Regions from separate parts of the Triticum aestivum genome. Here region 1 is linked to region 2. The links are chromatin contacts, called in public Hi-C maps. All regions are on one chromosome and are shown on one strand. Each heading gives the region's core, a stretch centred on a gene start, on an enhancer-like site or on the middle of the called end of the contact. The rest is flanking DNA. Distances are from core to core; before and after follow the strand shown.

What was found. Hi-C and Micro-C count contacts between places; a contact is called where the count stands out from the background.
Region 1: a Hi-C map of leaf shows a contact between it and region 2, with 2.5 times the contacts expected there. The contact joins the promoter of LOC123113679 here to the enhancer-like site in region 2. A contact is called at or near these places in 2 of 5 Hi-C or Micro-C datasets (both in leaf).

What each region holds. Positions count from the first base shown.
Region 1 is chr5B:619,572,391-619,575,090 of IWGSC CS RefSeq v2.1, reverse strand. It overlaps LOC123113679 (U3 small nucleolar RNA-associated protein 18 homolog), which reads left to right and starts at 1,403. Exons shown (of 2, transcript XM_044534982.1): 1 at 1,403-1,564; 2 at 1,710-2,700. The coding sequence starts at 1,723. LOC123113678 reads right to left here and starts at 1,283. Exons shown (of 7, transcript XM_044534981.1): 1 at 1,019-1,283; 2 at 1-120. The coding sequence starts at 1,021.
Region 2 is chr5B:619,248,939-619,251,638 of IWGSC CS RefSeq v2.1, reverse strand. No RefSeq gene overlaps it. Among protein-coding and RNA genes, the nearest start is that of LOC123113676, 170 kb to the right of the region's middle. Within about 2 kb of position 1,443, at least 3 of the 8 cell types and tissues checked have an H3K27ac peak or open chromatin away from gene starts, as enhancers often do. A contact at or near this core is called in leaf, where this site is marked.

The DNA.
Region 1 (2,700 bases), core at 154-2,653, 320 kb before region 2:
GTCATATTTGCAGATATAATCATAATCGTTGTTGTCACTGTAATCATCATCACCATCATCATCAAAGTCTTCTTCGTCACCACTACGTATTGCAACAGTCGGCCGTCTGGTACGTAAAACCTGTAAAATGGGATTCAAATGAGAAGTGAAAACAATGATACAGCAGCAAGACTTCACAATATTTTAGAGATCTGAAAGATGCATATCTAAGGTCATTCTCAATCTACCTCTCTGATGTCCCTGGAGGTATTCTCAACAAACCTTTCAAGAATTTGTGAGTGCAAAAAAAAAAAAAAAGAACAGTCATGGTCATGGCACAACCACCCATTGAATTACAGAGAACATTTGTAAATACCAGCAGAGTTCCTAGTCATTGAAAATAATAACAATGTAACTCCTTGCAATATTCTTGGGGATTTCGCCCAAGCAGATTGGATTCAAAGGTTGTTGTAGCTGCGCTCGACAAGAACGGGGTACTAACCCCTTCAACCAGAGCAAAGGGAGGTCAGGGAATTATCTGCTTTACTCATAGTGCTCCATGCCCGTATACAAGCCATGTAAACAAACCTTACAAAGGAACAAACTGGGCTAATCCCCGGGTTCAGGGAAACATACCCAACTGAAAGGGAAACTAATCCATAGCAAGAAAGGCATGTCTTTTGTACATTGAAACCCTAGTGCTAACTTTACTGTCTTAAAAACAAACCAATCACATCCTAAACAAGTACTGTACAGCAGTACAGCACTACAATCTACAAGATGTCAGTGAAGAAAACATGTCCCAAATACTCCAAAGTTCCAACTTCCAACAGAAAATTTGCACATAACAACGAAACAATAGTACAATTGCAAAAGGAACGATGATCTTGACGGGATAATTATCTGTGGAATTTGATGAAGTGCGATCTAGCACTTGGGCACTGGATCATATAACGCCGCAACTCCCCCGTCCTCCGAAGAACGGCCGTATTGGGGGAGGAGAAGCTTGATGTGAAGCAACAGATGATAGGGGACTCACCATCTCTCCCGGCGCCTGACCGGAGCGCCGCCGTCAGTCGTCCGGATTCGGGAAGGGCTAGGGCAGGGCCAAGGCGCTCGGCGGAGGTTGGCGAACGCCGGTGAAGGTTCGGGAAAGGGCGCGGTGGAGGCAGGCACGGGTGGCGGACGGCGGGATCGACGCGGTGGCCGGCGGGAGAGGCGGCGGGCGGGCGGCGGCGCTGGGAGAGGCGGTGAGAGCGCAAGGTGACAGTTCCTTCTTTTTTGTCCTCCCTATGGAGTAGTGCTCATTTATTCTTTTTTTTAGGATACTAGTTTTTTTTAGGCCCTGATGGGCTGGGCTGCGGTGGGCAGGTGGCGGGCTTGTTTGTGGCCGAATCTGGGCAAGCGGCCTGCCAGGTCGCAGTCGATAGCCCTAAAATCTCTCCAAACCCCCCGCTGTACCGCCGCCGCCGTCACCGTCGACACCCCAAACCCCCACTCCCCTCCCCAATCACCACGGCCTCTCCCGCACCGCCGCCGTCGCCGTCGCCACACCGTCCGCAGTCCTTGGCCGCTGACTTCCGAGGTACGAAGCTCGCTGTCCTGTTTCCTTCCAGCGATTTGTGCAACCCCGCTGTCCTTCACAGCTCGCGGATCCGCCCCCTGATTCTAAACTGCACATTTGTGGCTGGGATTGGTAGCACCGTCTAATCCGCCGGTGTTCGCCGCAGGATTCGCTGCGCCATGACGAGCCTGATATCCCAGAACGCGCTCCAGAAGCGCCGCCTGGAGAAGGACGACGACAGCAGCAGCGATGAAGAGACCATGGATTCCCCCGTCGCTTCGGATGCAGAGGCCGGGAAGAAGCCCAGGCCGGAGGATCGCAGGAAGGACCGGAAGAGGAAGAAGAAGGCGCTGCAGGCCAGGCAGGGCCAGGAGGCCGATGAGATGAGGCGGCTGGAGAGCTCTCTGTTTGGCAACATCTACACACCGCTGGAGTTCGGCACCGAGGCCGGGGCTGCCGTGCCGGCTCGTGACCAGGATGATGATGCTCCCTTGTTCTTCGTGGACCGGTCTGCCGGCGACGACCTGCCTGTTTATGAGGAGGATCTGGGCAGTGAGGATGAGGTGGTTGATAAGGGGAGGAAGCCCGCCTGGGTGGATGAGGAGGAGGATAGCACCGAGGTGGACATCCTGAAGGTTGCCAGGCTGAGGAAGCTGAGGAAGGAGGCTGATGAGCGCGTGATCTCGGGCAAGGAGTATGAGGCTCGGCTGCGCGGTCACCACGCCAAGCTTAACCCCTTCACTGGCTGGGCGGATATGGACCGTAAGGCTCCTCTCCGTGACGGTGACTCCAATGAGGAAGAAGGTGGAGTCGACAATATGCTTCGGAGCAATGATGAACTTGTCGTCAAGGGCACTGCTAAGCTCCTGCCTGGCATGTTGGACTACTCAAGGCTTGTTGATGTGAATGCTCAGGATCCTTCCAGTGGTCCTATCAATTCAGTGCAGTTTCATAGGAATGGTCAGTTGATGCTTGTTGCAGGCCTGGACAAGCATCTGAGGTTTTTCCAGATTGACGGCAAGAGAAACCCCAAGATCCAGAGCATATTTGTCGAGGACTGTCCAATTCAGAAGGCGGCCTTTCTACCTGATGGCTCTGAGGTGATCCTTTCCGGCAGGAGGAAGTTCTTCTACTCATTTGATCTGGTGAAAGCTGCT
Region 2 (2,700 bases), core at 194-2,693:
AGAGAGAGAGAGAGAGAGCTAGGTGATCAAGAGGGTTCGGCTCGTCTGCAGTCGTGAAGTTACTGTACAGGCCGTCATCCGCAACGTTAGCGATGCCTCCTGCCGCCGCCGAAGCTCCATCCACCGCCAGAAACTCCTCCAACATGCACGCCATGATAGACATCTTCATCTGGATGTACGCCAATGCCGTCCTGATGCATATCCTCGGCCTTGCGTGGAACGCCGAACGCCATGCATTCGAAGGGCTCATTTCATACTTCAGTGTCACAATAAATAACCACTCCGTATGGTAGAGAGGGACAAAGGGGCCCAAAAGGTTGGACCCAGTAAGTACTAGCCTCACTACTCACCACTCAATGTACTACCTGAAACCTTCACTTTAGCTAGGTGCAATATTTATCCACTAAAAAAAGGCTGGCTAGGTGCAATATCTTGGCACCGTAAGAAAGCAATGGCTTTGGTGCCATGTGTTTGGACAGATTAAGAAACCAAGTGTGGTGCTTAATTAGTGGTTGATGGAGTAGGGATTTGGGTGGTGGTTGAGAGGTGAACAGGGTTTGCTTGTGTCCAACTTCATCATTTGTGTCGTCCCTCCCTTTTCTCGGTCGTGTCTGAGCGAGCTGGCTGCGAGTGCCTCCCTTTCTTTCCCCAATCTTATCTCAAGATTGACACGGCTACCTAATTCTGTGTTTTTCGTAGTACAATAATAAGCATCTAGCTACAACTTGAAATCTACTCCTAAGTAGGCAGGTAGGGGAGGAGAGACGATCGATCCGCGGGCAGTCTCTTGCATCATTTTGCTAAGTAACCATTTTTAGCATTATGAACGGCGCCATGCACAAAGACCGGTACTTACGGCTCAGAACATCCGTGAAACATGCAAATGCAATGGAATAAAGCTGAAGCAAACTTGCTTGTTGAGGTAACCTTGCTGCATGCGTGCTGAAAGGGGTTGCACCACGGCGCACCTCCGAATGATCTCTCACTTGCACCCAAGAAGCAAAGGTTAAAAGGGACATGTGCACGCAGCATGAGTGAGTGCTTTGCGTCCCTCGCTCCCATTGGGCCGGAGAACCTCCAAATGATGCGCATGCTGCACGCCCCGGCCGAGGGCCGACCCGTGGTGGTTCCCCTCAGAGTCTTTCTGCCTGCCTGCTATGTCCATCTTGAACTTCCTCTGAATATCATCAACAAAATGAGCATCGCGTGATCAGGCGGACTACACATGCGGTGCGAGCGTCCACGTCGTTGCCCTGTGATCGCAGACAGGAAAGGAACTTGAGCTACACCTACACAGGTGAAGTGACAGTGCTGTACATGGAGGCCAACGGGCAAATTTACGTCCGCCGTGACGTCAATTGCGAGTTCGATGTCTCGGAGAGGGACGGTCGGGGAAGCCAGGGCTCCGGCATTGCATGCGCGGCGCGTGACTGGATGACGGCGACCGACACCGTGGGGTTGTGATTGCGAGACGACACTGCACGGCATTGTGCCGCGTCGCTGCTTGCTCTTCTGGCTGGACTCACACTGGAGAGCGACGTGCCCACCACGACCTAGTGTTTTTTTTTCAATCTTGGACGTGTATTCCTTTTTCCGATCGCAACTTTCGTGGGCCTCTCTACCCGGTTAAGGATAAGAAACAATATGGATTGATATCGGGCCATGGGGCGAGCAAAACGAGATTGCAAGATAGGCCGGCAGCAGGGCCATGAAATATCGGGCAGACCTATGTCTTGCTTTTTTTTAAGTCTAAACACACTTTATTAATCAACAATATTTATTTGTGCCTCTTCCTTCGAACTGGCTAATAGTAGATCTAATCTCTCTAAATGTGTGCTAGCATGTGTGCCTTCGTGTTCTTATGAATGCCATCTACCACGACCCGGCAGTCCGACATAGGTTGGTTGTAGCGGGATGTAGGTTGCGCTCGCGTCAGACACCTGCCTAAGAGCATGGTTAATAGTACAACCAACTGATGGCCATATGACATTGTCATGTAATCTATAGCCAATCTTTGTAGCCTTCAAATATAATAGTAAGATACAAAGATGTGCTACTTCATTAATAAATGACCCACCTTTCACTCTCAAATAATGCCTAGGAGCACGTGCTACAGCTGGCTCTTATTCTGTAGTCGGCTGCTCTTCTCTCTCCTCTCCTCTCCTCTCAATGTCAGCAAAAAAAATAATGTTTTAACCCTTACAGTCTGCTTACATAAGCTTATTATACTTGATCTAAATGGGCTGGCCCAGCGCGCCGAGCATTTAAAGAGTTAACCAAGCATTAATTTTTTTAAATGTGTACAGAGAAAACATTTCTCATGTATACGAAAAATGTAAACAATAAATATACAATATACATTTAAAGAGTTGATCATGTATTTCATAAATTTTAAGAAAATATTTGAAAAATGCTAATCATGCATTTGAAAATCTTAAATGTGTATACAAAGATATTTGACGTGTATACCAAAAATATATACAAAACAAATACAATGTGTATGAGAAAATATTTATCATGCATTTTAAAAATGTTAAATGTGTATTAAAAATGGTCCTGGTGTATACAAAAATTACACGGTGTGTCTAAAAAATGTTTATATCCATTAAAAATGTTCGATATGTATTAAAAAATGTTAATCTAGAATTTGAAAAAAATAAACATGTCTATAAAAAATGTACTCCCTCTGTAAAGAAATAT